2 separate regions of the Mus musculus genome follow, and region 2 is linked to region 1. Evidence: chromatin contacts called from public HiChIP or PLAC-seq data. All regions are on one chromosome and are shown on one strand. Each heading gives the region's core, a stretch centred on a gene start, on an enhancer-like site or on the middle of the called end of the contact. The rest is flanking DNA. Distances are from core to core; before and after follow the strand shown. Region 1 holds the start of Dlx6 (distal-less homeobox 6). Region 2 overlaps Slc25a13 (solute carrier family 25 (mitochondrial carrier, adenine nucleotide translocator), member 13).

The links. HiChIP or PLAC-seq counts read pairs in DNA pulled down with a chosen protein or histone mark.
Region 2: an H3K27ac HiChIP or PLAC-seq map of embryonic stem cells shows a contact between it and region 1, with 8 times the contacts expected there. The contact joins the enhancer-like site here to the promoter of Dlx6 in region 1. A contact is called at or near these places in 8 of 39 promoter capture datasets (3T3-L1-derived adipocytes, the C10 cell line, cranial neural crest and 5 more), 7 of 484 Hi-C or Micro-C datasets (the C10 cell line and embryonic stem cells), 20 of 115 datasets of contacts at active chromatin or transcription factors (craniofacial prominence, embryonic basal ganglia, embryonic forebrain and 9 more) and 1 of 9 other capture datasets (liver).

What each region holds. Positions count from the first base shown.
Region 1 is chr6:6,859,272-6,866,850 of GRCm38.p6, reverse strand. It overlaps Dlx6 (distal-less homeobox 6), which reads right to left and starts at 3,517. Exons shown (of 4, transcript NM_010057.2): 1 at 3,024-3,517; 2 at 1,580-1,773. The coding sequence starts at 3,471. The region is part of intron 1 of Dlx6os1 (distal-less homeobox 6, opposite strand 1); the gene reads left to right. Dlx6os2 (distal-less homeobox 6, opposite strand 2) reads left to right here and starts at 1,701. Exons shown (of 1, transcript NR_002839.2): 1 at 1,701-3,054.
Region 2 is chr6:6,136,325-6,143,903 of GRCm38.p6, reverse strand. All of the region lies in intron 4 of Slc25a13 (solute carrier family 25 (mitochondrial carrier, adenine nucleotide translocator), member 13), which reads left to right. Among named protein-coding and RNA genes, the nearest start is that of Slc25a13, 77 kb to the left of the region's middle. Within about 2 kb of position 3,838, at least 8 of the 459 cell types and tissues checked have an H3K27ac peak or open chromatin away from gene starts, as enhancers often do. A contact at or near this core is called in embryonic stem cells, where this site is marked.

The sequences.
Region 1 (7,579 bases), core at 2,268-4,767:
AGATGTCTTATTGTGATTCCTGGATTTAATCCTATAGCCTGGGGTTTTTAAAGTAACAGCATAAAATTAGAAAGAAATAAAATGAGATCAGTGGACCCAAAATTTTACAAAGGACTTTTAAGTGAAATAGAGTTTGGCTCACAATTGTACAACTAAATTTACCTCCTTTGGTCTATTCCATTTTTTATATTCACCAACCCCCCACATTTATTATGCTATGCATATCAAGTAGTAAACGATTATGAATTGATTAAAGGTTGTATGTTCATAGCAAAATACCTTGAACATACTTATGCACATCGTGCACACACCATGGCATATGCCTGGGATCTCTTTCTCCAGTCCTGCAAGGATTAAGAAATGCATCAACCCCCACTATCTACCTCCTATGTTGCTTAAGCAAACAGAAGTCATCAATCATCACATGATTGTTGGGGTAGCTACTAAAAGTCAAAAGGCTTCTGACAACTACAGAATCAGGAATCTAAGTTGGCAGCTTATTTAAGTCAACAACCCAAATCTCTAGATGAAAGGAAACCTACAATGTAGCATTACCTTTACAATTCCAGAATCTATTTTCCCAAGAATACGAGTCACGGAGCATCTAGAGCCCTTTCATAGCAAACCTCATACATTTTCAGTGGCAACATGCAGTAGAAACCAGGGTAAGTGAGAAGAGTTCAGGGACGCGGCCTGAAGACACCATTCTGTAAGGTCTTGGCTACTGTCTTATTAGACCCTTGCTGGATGAAGATGATGCCCATCAGAAGAGGCCTTAGCATCCCGTGCAGTTCTCTTGACTGCTGGCTTTTGAGTGCAGGCTGATATACTCACCTATGGGCCCCTTTCTGTGAAATCTGAAATGTCCAGTATACTTTTCAGGTCAGCAGGACTGTTTATTATCTGTGGTGTCCCAGGCCGTGATTTGGGGAACATTCTCTTTGTTTCTCAATTCTGTCAAGTTCTGTGCTCCAGGGAGGTACCTCAGCCTGCACTATTTGGTACCAGAATGATTCAACTACAGAGCTTAATGCAATCTTCAGAAAGTCCTGTCTTACCCATCCCGGAGTGAATGGCTTACACATGGATGTCTTTATTAAGCTGCTAGAGTCTAACTTTTGCTCCTGGTCTCAGCTCATAAGTTTCCTTCCTATGACAATGAGTTGAAATTAATATTAATTCCTAAGGGTCACTAAAGGGTCCTTAAGAAAGGCCTTATTTTGCTTCTTAGCTGGATACTACACACACACACACACACATACACACACACACACTTGTTCTACTTCGTGTTATTCTGCTCTGGAATAAGATTTGATTGAATTTGTTCACCAAAAGATCCTAGGCTCAGCTGGGGTCGCAGAGGGTTGGTGTATATGCAAATCCAATTCAGTATTCAATACCATGTCATTTGTTCCAAACTGTGTGATCCCAGGAAAGTGCACAACTGGAGCACGGGCATTTGTCATTTAGCTCCTTCCATCCTTGGTTGACTAGGCCAAGAATTCCTCCTGGTATGCTCTCTGCACGGTTATCAAGCAGGGCCAGCATTTCAGGGGTACTTGGGCTTCCCGGGAATTACCTGTGTTTGTGTCAGTCCTAAGGAAGCAGCCAGTTCGGCTCTCTCGGGAAGGGCCAGGTATTGAGTCTGCTGAAAGCGATGGTTTAAAGCCTGGAGCTGCAGGCTGGAATAAATGGTCCGAGGCTTCCGAATCTTTTTCCCCTTTCCGTTGAACCTGATTTCCCCGTTTTCGATCACTGTCGTTTTTTGTTGATCTGTAAGCAAATGACACAGAGGAGTGGTCACCCGCGAGGCCACTACTGCCTTCTCCCTTCATGTGACAAGGCTGGCAAGGAGTTTCTCCCAAGTTTAAAAAGAGTTCCTCGTAATATCCCCGCTATACCACTGTGGGCACGTGCCCCCAGAGGCTGTGAAAGCTTCCCTCCGACCGTGTCTCCAACACTAACAATGCATTATGATAGTGGATCGAATCTAGGAAGCCCGGGGCATAAAAGAGACGCTCCGCAACAGCGGAGACAGCGCAGGCCGCTTTCCGAAGTCCGTGGCGCTGTAAGGCTTCTCTTCTCTGGGCCCGAGAGCGGTTTCTTGGCCTGGCTTTTCCCAACGCCTAAAGCTATACCAGAACCACCCGGTTGTTTATGTGACCAGTTAGTTTTGTGTCACCCAGCTGCAAGCTTAGTGCTTTAAGTCCCTTCTGTATGTTTGAAATGATTCTGCTCGCGTGTATCAAAGCCCAGACACAGAACACAACCAGGAGCTCAGAGCAGCTCCAGAGCAGGCTGAGACTCTCTGGACAACGGAGAGCTATCAACCCCAGGCCCTCTGCTTCACTTCCAAGAACAAAGGAGCAGCCAAAGTACTACTGAAAACCCAGAGAGAGGGAGCCAGGTCTGGGGACGTGGGGGGGACACCTCAAAGCCCACGAGGGAAGATTTTAAAAGCAAAACAAAAACAAAAGACAAAACCCAATGTCACTAGTATCTATCGGCTGCAACAGCTTCGTTCCAAGTCACCAAGGGGCACCAAGTGCCCCAGGCAAAGTAGGCCACCGCTCTCCCAGCGTTGAGATGGGAAGCCTTAACTAGCCCTTCAGTCCTGGCCCAGAATTGTCTCCAGTTCTGATAAATGCGGGTCCCAGCAGAGAGGGAAGGGACAAGGTAGAGGGCACACAGACCTGGTGGGCTGGAGGGCGCAGTGGGGACCGTAGAGCCAGGCTAGGGCACAGCCTGGAGGCTCAATGGGAACCACAAGCAGGAGGCGGAGGAGCCAGCGGGCCTCGGGGTGAGCCAGCCGGGGGTCCACGGCGGCGGGAAGGGGCCGGGCAGGGAGAGGCCGGCAGGCAGGCGCCAGGCGATCGGGAGCCCACGGGGCCCGACTGGGGGCGCACGGGGCCGCCCGCAGGAGGGGGCCGGCGGAGGCCCCGGCGTGGAGGAAGTGAGCGGGGCGGGAGGGGTCGGAGGCAGTGGGGAGGCGGGCGAAGCTAGCTGCCTAAGCGGCCTCTCACCTGTGTCGTCCCCGCGCGTCTGGGCGGCCGCGCTGCTGTTGTGGTAGGACTGGAGGTAAGGGCTGTGCTGCGAGTGGCTCATGTAGGGGTAGGCGGCGAGCGATCGGTGGTTGTAGGAGTTGCCTCCGCTCGACGCGTAGGGCGAGCCGTGGTGGTGGTGCTGGTGGTGGTGATGGTGGGAGCCGGCCGCCGCCGCCGCCGCCGCGGCCGAGTGCAAGCAGTGCAGAGGGTAATGTGCGCCTGCCATGGCCGGGGAGGTCTGCTGCGAGTGCGGCTGCGGCGGCGGCGGCGGTGGCGGCGGCGGCGGCTGCTGTTGCTGCTGCTGCTGCTGCTGTTGCTGCTGCTGTTGTTGCTGCTGCTGCTGTTGCTGCTGCCCGAACTCCATGAAGGCGGATTTGGACGAGTCCTGGCCTTCCAAGCCGTCAGCCATCGTAGTCATGGTCATCATCAAAACTTTGGGGGCTGGAGAAAGCCTTCTCCCGGGTTTCTTTCACCCTCCCCCACTTGGCTCGCACCGCTCTCCCCTTTGCAGCCACCTTAGCTCCCGGGATCCTTGCAAAAAAATAAAAAAAATAAAAAATAAAAAAAAATTTAAAGGAGGGGGCAGAGGTGGTTCTCTTCCTCACTCTTCTCTAATATATACATATATATATTTAATATAAAGAGATATAGTGAGCAGGGCCTTGTTAACCCAAAGGGAGGAGGAAGGGGGAGGGATGGGAGAGGAGAGGGGGGAGGGGGAATCTGCTCTCTTCTCCCCCCCCTTGCTTTTCCCCCCTTGGATTTTTGGGGGCTGGTGCAGTTTAAAGCAGAGATTTTAAGGTGGATTCTGCGAAAGTTGCGCGTCTGCTTTCAGACTTGATGCAGACGCCACGAGTCGAATGGTTTGTCTCCAAAGGGCAGCGCCTTCCTATTGGTCAGTCGCCCCCTGACGTCACAGGCGCACCGCTTCTACTGGCGTGTGCGCTGCTTGTGGAGTTCTTCGCCTACCTTAAGCAACTAACTACAAGCTCAGCCCAGAGGTGCAACCTGGGGCCGCCCGGAGCTAAAGGGGAGCAGCGGTGGAGGGAGGCGCCCGGTAGGCTGCAGACGCATCCTGTCGAAGCTCCAACCCTGCTCCAAGCCCTTGTTTCCAGGCTTGGAGACTCGGAATAGCCTGGCTGGAGGCTGATCGCTTTCAATTCATTTGCACCCTTTCAGGTTGCCTGTGTTCAGAAGCAGTGGCCCTAGCATTTAAAACCAGATCCCCCCCCCTTCACTTGACTTTCCCCCTCCCTCAGGACCCCAACTCTACTCCCAAGGGAGCACTTTTGCACTGTGGGTTTTTCCAGAAGTACTTTATTAATGCCATTGATGGAAGAAAAACCTCTATATCTGGGCTCCAACTCATGGCAAGGGTCGGGGATAGTAAAGAAAGAAAAATCAGACCCTGCTCTGTTGAGATTCCTGTTGTTTTCGGCCCTAGTTCCTATATATTGACCCCCCCCCCCTCAACAGAGGAGGAATACCAACTACCCCCAGAACGCAGCAGCCTGCTCTGAAAGCGAGAGTCGTTGGAGGGCTGACAGGAATGCATTTTCTTCCTATTGAAAACAGAAGCTACTGTAATGCTTTCAAATATATGCAAATGATACATGCGGTTAGTGGTTTGGCAAATCTTGATTACAATATAAACTACCCAAGTAAAAGTGCCTTCGTCCTAAATTTGTCTCTCGATTACAATTCCAATTGATTTTATTTTATTGTCAACATTGTTAATGATAAAAATAGAGTCGTTTTACAGTTATTTTTACTTTCTGGAAGGAGGCAATTAGAGTTCTAATCAGGAATACACAAAAATCTCCCATGATTAACTGCAGTACTTTGTTCAAATTGCTGCTATAAAATTCAGAACAATTTGCCTGTAATGATTATGGACTGGGTTTATTTTGGGAGGTGGAATAAAAGTGGATATAGCATAAATTATCCTCTAATTATACACCAGTGTCGCTTCAATTATCCTCTTATCAAAATGGTTGTCTAACTGCCGCATTTAGTTTCAATTCTCTCCTTTTTTTCTATAAAAAGAACTTCATACCTTGTTATTATTAATCCATTTATTATTTGCAAGGGGGTTTATATCCGCACATCCAGGTGGTAGAACCACTTCTGTTTCAAAGATGGACTGGGGAAAGACATTAAGTTTGGAGCAGCTCAGTGCTACGGATCTAGCCTCTCTCCCTCGGGTCTCCAGACTCACTTGGTCCAAGCTGCGGAGCAGGGACAGCGGAGCTCAGGCGGCCACGTTCAGGCCCAGCCACCAGGTAGGAGAACCGGATCCAACTCTAGGCTTGGGGAGGGACAAGCAGGTCCGCACCGGGTCGCGTCCTGGGGCGGCAGGTAAGCTCTAGGAGCTTGCGGGGCCAGATGATAGAGACTGGGTGGGAGAAATCTGAGGACCCCATCCTACCCCCCTGGGCTCGGTGCCTGCTTTCAGTGGGTACAGGGAACAAACTGTGAGCTTTTGGCCACAAGAGGAAATGTGTGGGGTAGCAACCTTGTGTGGTGGTGTGTCTGGAGGTTGCGGAGGAACTAGTCTGTCTTCTTGGGAAAACTACTGGATCGTTTTTGCACCGTATGTTGTCTGTAGCCCATAAGCTACACAGCCCCAGGAATCCTAGAATGAGATTTGTGGTGCTGTTTGCCACTAGAACTCCGGGAAAGGGTGATAGTAGACAGAGCCTCACAATTTCCCGTGGCGCAGGAGTTACTGACTGCAGCTTATGTTAATTGATTTCCCCAGCTAGCGGCCCGGGGTCTCCTGGTACCCTCAGGCCAGTTTGCCTTTTCTTTTTTCCTTTCTTTCCTTCGGAGGCTCGTGGCCAGCCGGTTTTCTCCAGAGTTTCGCCCGCAGCTACATTGGCGCTCTCTTCCATTACCCAGCCCGCCACGCTTAACTTCTCGAGTCCCGGGTGCCGGTTCAGTAACTCTGAATTCATTTTTAAGTGGCTCCCTTGTTCCTTCCCTTTTAACAAGAGGTGCAGTTTAACACGCGAACCTGTAACGCGATCCGTGCGTTTACATATCGGCAGTGAATTAAAACAACAACATCTTCTGGGAAAATGAAAGATAGGCTGGGTAAGGTAGTGGTGGGGTGCTGAAGGGGAAGTCAGGGAAAGAGAAGCACCCTCTCCCCCGGCGGTGCACCCGGGCTGCGAGCCCAGCTCGTAATGTCCTCAAAGCCAGCAGATAGACATGGCAGTTTTATTGCTCTATACCCTGCAGCTTGCTGTTAACACGATGGAGGCGTTTCTCTCGTTTGCTTTTCTGTGTCTCTGCCGTAATGTTCGCAGGTGCACTGCTTTGCCCACTAACTCTGATAGCATCTGGATGACGGTGGTGGGGCCGGGAAATGTCCTCTCACCACCAAGCGCCAGATTCAAGGCGCGCAGCAGTGTCTGTTTGCAAAGGGATTTCCCCGTGTTTGTTTAAAGTGTGAAGAAGCCGCGATGGCTGGGATTGTCCGTTTATGTGTCTCTCCGTTCCTGGGGGTGCACTGTGCAGCTAGAGGGTAGCTGTGCATTGTGTAGGTTTTGTTGAAATTTGCTGGGTGACCCAAGCTGGGCTTTGGGAAACAAAGTAGTGAGCAAGGGGGCCTCACTCGGCTGGACAGCGGTTTCGGTGTTCTTGTTCGGGATAGAAGCCTAGGAATAACCGTCCCACTTCCCAGGAAACAGACGGCGGAAGACTAGCGTGGCCCAAAGGTGGGCAGCTAGTGCTTGCCACAATGTGGCCTCTGCCCCCAGCAAAAGTGCAGTGTTCTTCGCGCGGAGCTGTGCACAAACTGAAGTTGGGCAGTTCCGTTCCTAGCCCGTCGCCTGGTGTCTGGAGCATTTATGTTAATTTTATGTTAAAGAAGGCACCCCTACTTTACTGTAGTGCAACCTGCTACCAGCTCTTCGGTTACCAAATTTCGGGCTTTTCAGAGCTTTGCAGAAAAAAAAAAAAAAAAGACGCACACCTCAGGGGCTCTCGGGCCGGCGCCTCCCGCGCAGTCCAGGCTCCTTCCTCTTTGTTTCGCTCTCTGGGGAACCTACGCCAACTCTTGCCAGTGGGAGGGGAAGGTGGGCTAGAAAGGCCACTGAAGCCTTTATCATTCAAATTACAAGTAAACTTAGAAACCTGGAGGCCTAAGCCGTTTTTTTAAAGGGCCTGTTACTGTAAGATAAGAATGATATCCATTGAAGTTTTAGGAAGCGGGATTGGAGGCCTAAATTGCATTTTATTTTTCTAAGGTGTTAAGGTGTTGAGATGTTGTGGACTACTGGCCATGATAAGTAGGACTAACACACTGACTTCTGAACACCCCTGCTTCTATCTTGCCAGAATAGGTGTGTAGGAGCGGGTCCATTGGGTCTGAGATTCGTCCCAGTTTGGTTCTGGAGGATGTTTGCAGACAAGCGTAGGGCTGAGAATGCCTGGATCTCCCGGGAAGGTTTGCAGTGTTGGTGGGGGCTGTGGCAGTAAATTCAAGCCGTCCAGGATTTGGCTGGGTTTGGTTGCTAAGTTGGGCTCAG
Region 2 (7,579 bases), core at 2,589-5,088, 720 kb after region 1:
ACAGTGATTGCATGTGACATTTGTTAAAACCGTGGCTACTCTGGCTCCACCTTCCTCCTGCTGATTCAGAACGTTGAGGCATGAGGCTTGGGAATGTGTTTTAAACAAGCTCTCCTGGGAAACATAGCTCATTCTTCAGGTGAACAATAGCTCGTGGCACTTATTCTTCCGTGCGTGAGCTGGCTCAGTGGGGAAAGGTGACTGGCTGCATAGAAACCACAGCTTGTCTTCTGGCACGACAAGAGCATGCTTTCCAGAATGTCACATGACCTTCTGTTAGGGCAGCTCTATTCCTCTCAAAGTGTAAACCTGGAAGAGTTTTAAATTACACATTCTGTTAAGTACACTGACATCATATATGGCTTCAGTAGAGCTCAACTGGGCTACTCGCATGCTACCTGTCTGTCTGTCTATTTGACTGTCTACCTTAAGATCCTCATCACCACTGTCTGTGTGTATTCAAAATAACAATAAAAAACTTTATAAGATCTTAGAGAAAACTCCTTTGTAATGTGACACAGTCTATGCTTACTGTTTTAATGACATCCATTTTCTCGCAGACTTTTCTTGAGGGAGCCTCAATTGTAGCCAGTATTCCCGTTTTTTCTCCTCCTCAGACCCTTCACTATGATTAACATAAAAAGGTACTCATTAGAAGGGTCTGAAATGGCAACCTTGACACTGGGGCACAGGACACAGGCTGTCTGCATCCACTTAGTCTATTGTTCTTTAACTTTCTATTCAAGTTCATCTTTTATGCGATGCTTGGAAACTCTGCCCATATAAGCTGCTGTTAGCTGTATCAGCAGGTGAAATATGACTTCTCATAGAAAACACACAAATTTCCTTTGAGAAATAAGACTTAGAGGAAGTGGGAAACTCTTCCGAGAGAAGGCGAGTGCAGTCTATATAGTCCTCCTGCCTCCTTAGAAGACTCACTCGGGTGTTTAACAGAAGCATCCTTTTTGCATTTATTGTATTAATAGACTTTGTAAGATCAATAGGAGAGATATTATGCTTTAGTGTTTGCAATAGCTTGATGAATCTTTTCTATCTTAATAGGAAACTCGTTTTCACTGATTTGAAGCTGCGAAAAGTGAATTTTCTAGAAATTAAAGAGCATTAATTTAGTTATTCTGTATGGAAACAAAGATGTAGAAGTTAAAATTTGCATAAGTGAAGACCTTGATGATTTCAGATTATAGTGTGGTAGAGGTTAAGAAATAAGAGCCCATAGAATTTGTAAAAACAAATTCAGTCTAACCACTTAATGGCATGTGCAAGTAATTTGCCAATTAAATATTTCTAGTATTTGAAACATCTTCAAAGTAAAGAGTGGAGGTTCTTAATCTTTCTTAATTTCATACTTTAAGAAACATAATAGAAAATTACGTAGATTTTGATCACTTTTCATTCAAGATTTCAGCATGTGAGCTCAAGGAAGGATGGATTTTAAGTGTTGCAGGAAAACTGATGCCTTTTGAGAGACGATGAGCTATGATATTTCCAAATCGCACTCTGCTTACTATTTAAAAAATCCTCTGTAAGTATTTTGTGCTTAAATAATAATTCCCCGTATAGTTAAGACCTTTGGTCTTATCTCAGTGGTCACCTCACCTACTATGTGCAGAACATTAGGCACACTCAACTCAAATAACTCTCCAAGTCAGGTATTTTATTCCTTTTTAATGACTAAGTGTTGAGTCAAGCACTTTGCTCAGTTGTTGGAAGTGAATCTATAGTAGTCATTTAGGTTTAAAGTGCTTTATGGAGATTTTAAAATGGCCCCATTTACTCTTCCTAGCTGCAAAGTTCTTTAGTTTTAAGTATAGTCACAGATTTGCACAGCCATTAGCACTTTGAAATTTAGGACACTTCATTATCCTAACAAGGGATTCATTACCAGTCAAGCATTTCCTCTCAATACCCCATTGTTTGTTTGTTTGTTTGTTTTTGGTACCTTCTAGGCCAAGGCAACCCTAATCTACTGTCTGTCTATATTAATTTGTCTGTTCGCAGCATTGTTTTTAACGTTTACTGTACTGTTTACTGTATTTAATGTTACTGTGTGTGTGTGTGCGCGCGCGCGTATGTGTAGGTCAGAGGACAGCTTACTGGACTTACTTCTCCCCTTCTGAGGGTGTGGCAGAAGGCACCTTTACCTGCTGAGCAATCTTGCTGAAAGTTTATAAAAATTAACTAATATTTTATGTCGTCTGTTAGTATAGACTTTTTGCATAATGTTTACAAGGTTCATACATGATATTAGCACACTTTTCCACATATTAAGATTCATTTATTACTTTTTTGTATTTGGATAATAGTCTATTATATGGATTTAGTGTATATTGTCTAGCTCATCAGATCCCGAGTGTGTACACATAGTTTGTTACTGTTTTTTGGCAATGACTAATATTGTTATAAACATTCACCTGCGTACTTTTTGTGGCTATGTGGTTCCCTTTCTTGTGGCTGCACATTTGGAATGAACACTGTTAAGTCATACAGTAAATCTGAGTGTCCTGTTTTCCAAAGTTGCATTTCATATTTGCAGTAGTGCCTGTGGGTCCCAGTGTCTTCACATTCCCAACAACACTTGTCACATTCTTCTATGCCCACGTTAAGTGGTAGCCATTAGTCTTCATCTGCCCTGGCAATGCTAATGCTGTGCGACACCTCTTTAGGTACTTGTGGGCCATTTTTATTTTAGAAAAATGTCTCCTTAGTTTCTATTTTTTCCCATTTGAAAACTGTCCTTTTATCTTTTGTCCATCTTAAGTAGAATTGTCAGGTCTGAAGAGATGGCTCAGCGGTTAAGAGCACATATTGTTCCTGAATATGCCCCAAGTTTGCCAAGCACAGACCTTGGCATGAAGGGGGATTCTGAAAGAAGGGGTGTCTGGGAGCGGTGAAAAGAATGACTTGAAGTCAAATCATGAATCCAAGCTGTGTTCTTCTTGATCCAGTCTGTTGCTATGTTCTGCTTTCTCTCTATAAGTTGTCCTCTGGCACACACACACACACACACACACACACACACACACACACACACACACACGACCCACGCCATACTGTGACATGCACGCACACAATAATTTTTATCCTAAAAACTTCTCTAGATAGCTTGTATCTTGCCGAACTCAGGTCCAGTGTTTCATTTTCCTTATCAACCTAGTCTTTTGCTCCAGGGTTGCTTTTGATTATCTTATGAATCATCTCATCACCCCACCTTTTGATTAGAAAGAGACAGCAAGCATACATTTTGTTCTTAACATTGCAAAAGAATTTAGTGATCTGTCTACCTTTGTTAAGCATAGATGTTAAACTAGTTGGGTGGGACCCTGCCCGGAAATTACCATTACACGTGGGCCTAACCTCACTCTGTCCTAGGCTGACCTTGAACTCAGGAATCTGCCTGCCTTTTTATCTTTCTGACAAGCTGGCTCTTAGTGTAGCTGCCTTTGTTGCTTTAGATTCATGAAGCCCATCATAATTCATATTGCATCCTTATATTTTGCATAATTGAGAAATATATCATATATTTGGAGCTCTTTTCCATAGTCCTAAAGATTGTCCTGAAGGTTCCAGTCTTGCCAAGATATTAGTCACATCCTCAACTCCTGGACTCCTGCTATCTCAGATTATCACGGCATCACTATATTAACAGGGAGGACATGTCTTGGAGGAATGAGGAAATATGTACATTAATACATAAACAAGCTTTATGCCCACTGCAGCCATTGACACTAGCAGAGCCTCATCCCAGGGGCCTGTCCCAGGGGCAGGAACCATGTCACTCTGCCGCCACCAAGGCCATGCTGGGCTCAACACAAGTTTAATTACCAGTAACGGCCATGGAGCTCTCAATTGCCTGTAGCTTCAGCTCTAGGGGATATGACAGCACTCCAACCTCCTCGTACAAACACACACACATACACATAATTGTGAAAAACTAGTCTTTTGCAGGGCAGTGGTGGCGCACGCCTTTAATCCCAGCACTTGGGAGGCAGAGGCAGGCAAATTTCTGAGTTCGAGGCCAGCCTGGTTTACAGAGTGAGTTCCAGGACAGCCAGGACTACACAGAGAAACCCTGTCTCAGGGAAAAAAACAAAGCAAACAAACAAACAAAAACTAGTCTTATTTCTGAGTTGTGAGAACCCTTTCTATATTCCAGAGTTTATCATACACGATTTCCTCCTACCCACCACCTCTAGACTATAAGAGATCTTTTACTCTCTTGATGTTACACTTTACAAAAACAACTTTGGTGATGTTTAATTTGTCTGTTTTTTTTTCTTTTTTCTTTTTTTCTTTTTTATTTTTCATATTCAGTCAGCGTTTTCCTCATCCAAGGCTACAGTATCATGCCTCTATTTTTTATATTCATATCTTTATCTCTTAACTTCATAGATACATTTGTTAGGGGTTTTGTTTATCTTGGGTTAGTAGTAGGTGGCCAAGGCTGGACTTGACATTTTGCCTGTAGAGATTGAAGAGGTCAGCTCAGCTGTTAGAAAATTCCACAGGACCTCCTCCCCTCCTGGGGGGGGGGGGATATAGGTCATAAAGAACATAGGTACCCCTCCGCTCCAGAAGGGAGGGGCTAATTACATTCCTCAGACCACAGGAAGGAGGGACCAACCACCAGAGCTCCAAGACACATTCCGAGACCGTTGGCCACCCACTTCATTCCCTATAGACCAATCAGTTTAAAAGTCACACTGTTCTGCTAATCATATTTTGCCTAATGGCGGTGGCCCTGAGAACTGTATAAAGGCTCCCTGGATGGGCAGCCCGGCATCACTCTGCCTATGTGCAGGGTGACCCCAGCATGCTGGATTAAATAAAATTCCTCTTGCTTTTGCATTGATTCTGGCTCCACGTGGTTCACTAAGGGGATTCCCGGTAAGCTAAGGCTCAACAGAGTCTTACAAGATCATTTGTTTTACAAGCTAAGGGCTCATGTTTCTTGGTGCATTATCAGCCATACTTGTTGGAAATCTCCGGGCAGCAAACACACATGCTTGAGTTTGCCTCTTGCCTAGCTTGGGTCATTTTTAGCCTATGTTATGTTGGAACCACAGTTCTGAGTTGCAGTCACTTTGTACTGACTGAAGGCCAGCTCTGTTCTTGTATTTCAAAATTTCCTGGGCTCCCTGGATGGTGATGGTGCGTGCTTTTAATTTCAGTACTTGGGAGGCAGAGACAGGCAGATCTCTGTGAGTTCTGGCCCAGCTTAGTCTACAAGGTAAGTTCCAGGACATCAGGGGCTACACAGAAAATCCCTATCTTGAAAACAACAAAACAAAAACTACAAATTTCCAGATCACCAGACAAAATCTTGGCTTTTCTGGGTTCCTTGAGTTCTTGTATGCATTTGAGAAGCAGGTTGTCTCCAGCTTGTCTCTTTCCTCAAGAAGCCAGCTAGGTGTATGTCACTTTGGGGTGTCTGACCATTCAACACCAACTTTGGAATGTACTTCTGCCACCCACCATAAATTTTATGTCACCATTTATTTCGAGCCAGGGTCTCACATTGTAGCTCAGGCCAACCTAAAACTCACTACGTGGCCCAGGCTGGCTGGCCCACATCTGCTTCTGACTCCTGAATACTGGATTCAAGGGATAAGCCACAATTCTTATTTTTATTTATTTTGCCATATAAATAATACTGATTATTCTAATGAATAGCATTTTATGGCATTTGAAGAGTAGATGTATTTCATATTTGTTATTAAATTCGTGGCTTTTTGAGGACGTTGCATATGGGATTGTTTCTTCAAACTTATATTTAGATTGCTATTTCATATATGTAAAACTACAACTGACAGGTTTTTATGCTGAACTCCCATATTCTGATCTGGCTGACTGCTTACTAATACGATTTTTCTTTTTTTCAGTAGAATCCTTGAGATTCTGTGTGTGTGTGTGTAAGAGAAATTTATTTGACACAGCTTATAAAAGTTTGAAATCTTCTATCATAGGCTACTGTGTTTCTACAAGAAGCCAGCTTGTATTTTGGAGCAAATCAATGTTTCTTTGGAGGGGAAGTCTGGACATTCGTCTTCCAGAAAGAAACAGTTGCTACTTTGTAATTATTTCCATCGCTTTTAAAACCAGATCTTACTCTGTAGCCTAAGCTGGCCTGAAATTTACAGTCCTCCTATCTCTGTCTCCTGAACACTGGGCTTAGAGGTCAACTCCGCCCTGTCCATTGTAATTACGCTTTTACGATATATAAAGTATAGTCGACTTTCAGGTGGGAAAACAGTGGAGAAAACAAAGTCTTGCAGATAAAGTCAGAGGAAAATGAGCTTGTTTGGTAAAGTCTTGGCTTAAGTAGCATCACCGTTCCTGGGGGGTGACTGATGGAAGAAGCAGGCCTTCCTAACACAGCTTAGCTCAAAGTGAAGTAATGCTGACTATGCTTGAAAAGGTAAGCATTGCATTCGCTTTCCTTTCTGGAAGAGTAAGGGAGCTTAGAAACGCATGCCTCTGCCTCTCTAAACCCTGTTTCCAGCACTGCCATCCCGTTGGTGGGCAGTGCAGCTTGCCTCCTCCCTGCGTGGCCTTACTCCACGAATAGGACTCCAGGATCTTACTTTTTATGCCAGGAGAAGCCTTTACCTTTTTCTCACTCCTTTTAAGTCAGTGATGGGGCTAGGAACATGCCAGAAAGTTCTCAGCTGTTGAGTTATAAGCTAAGAAAGCAACGAAATGGCAGAAAAAAGAAAGCTTTCTCTTCTTTCCTAAGACTTCAGGTTAGGGACTTGAGACGGGGCACAGTGATTAAGGGCTCTGGTACTGTTCTTCCACAGGACCTGGGTTCCATTCCCAGAGCCCACATGGGAGCTCACAGCTATCTGGACCTCCAGTCCCACAGGATCCAGTGCCCTCTTCTGGCCTCTGTGGGTACTGCATGCACATAATACACAAAATACTCATGCACATGAAATTTTAAAAAAATGTAAAAAAGCAAACAAACAAAAACACCTTTAGCTTAGCTCTAGAGAATTCTGGAAAGGTATGGATATAGTGAGAGCTTAGCTTGGTCATAGGAAAGTCCCGAGTTTTAACTCCTGGAGTCTCTATGATAAAGGTCATTTGCCTTTGAAAGGCAAAATGTGGAGCTTAGCCAGGCATGGATGTTGCTTTGTTTCTTAGTTTCCCATTTTTTAGCTGCTAGTTGAGGCACACTCTTCTGGTTGTCTCAGAAGGCGCAGGACACTTCTTAAACACTAAAAAAAAGATACTGTCTGGGGCAGCATGTTCTTGTTTTCTAAAGTAAGGGATGGGTACCACTGAGGGATGAGCACCACAGAGGGATGAGCACTACAGAGGGATGAGCACCACAGAGGGATGAGCACCACTGAGGGATGAGCACTACTAACTGTTGTGATATTTTTTCACTTATAGCGATTTCTTCAGTTCGTAAACCTGAAGGCAAAAATTTTATAAAATGAGTGTGTCCCCAAGCCCTTTGTTGAAACAGAACAAAAAGTTCAGATTTATGACCCCCCCCAAAAATTTTGGGGAAAATATGTGTGTTTTTTAGTATGACATTAATTTTTGAAGGTTT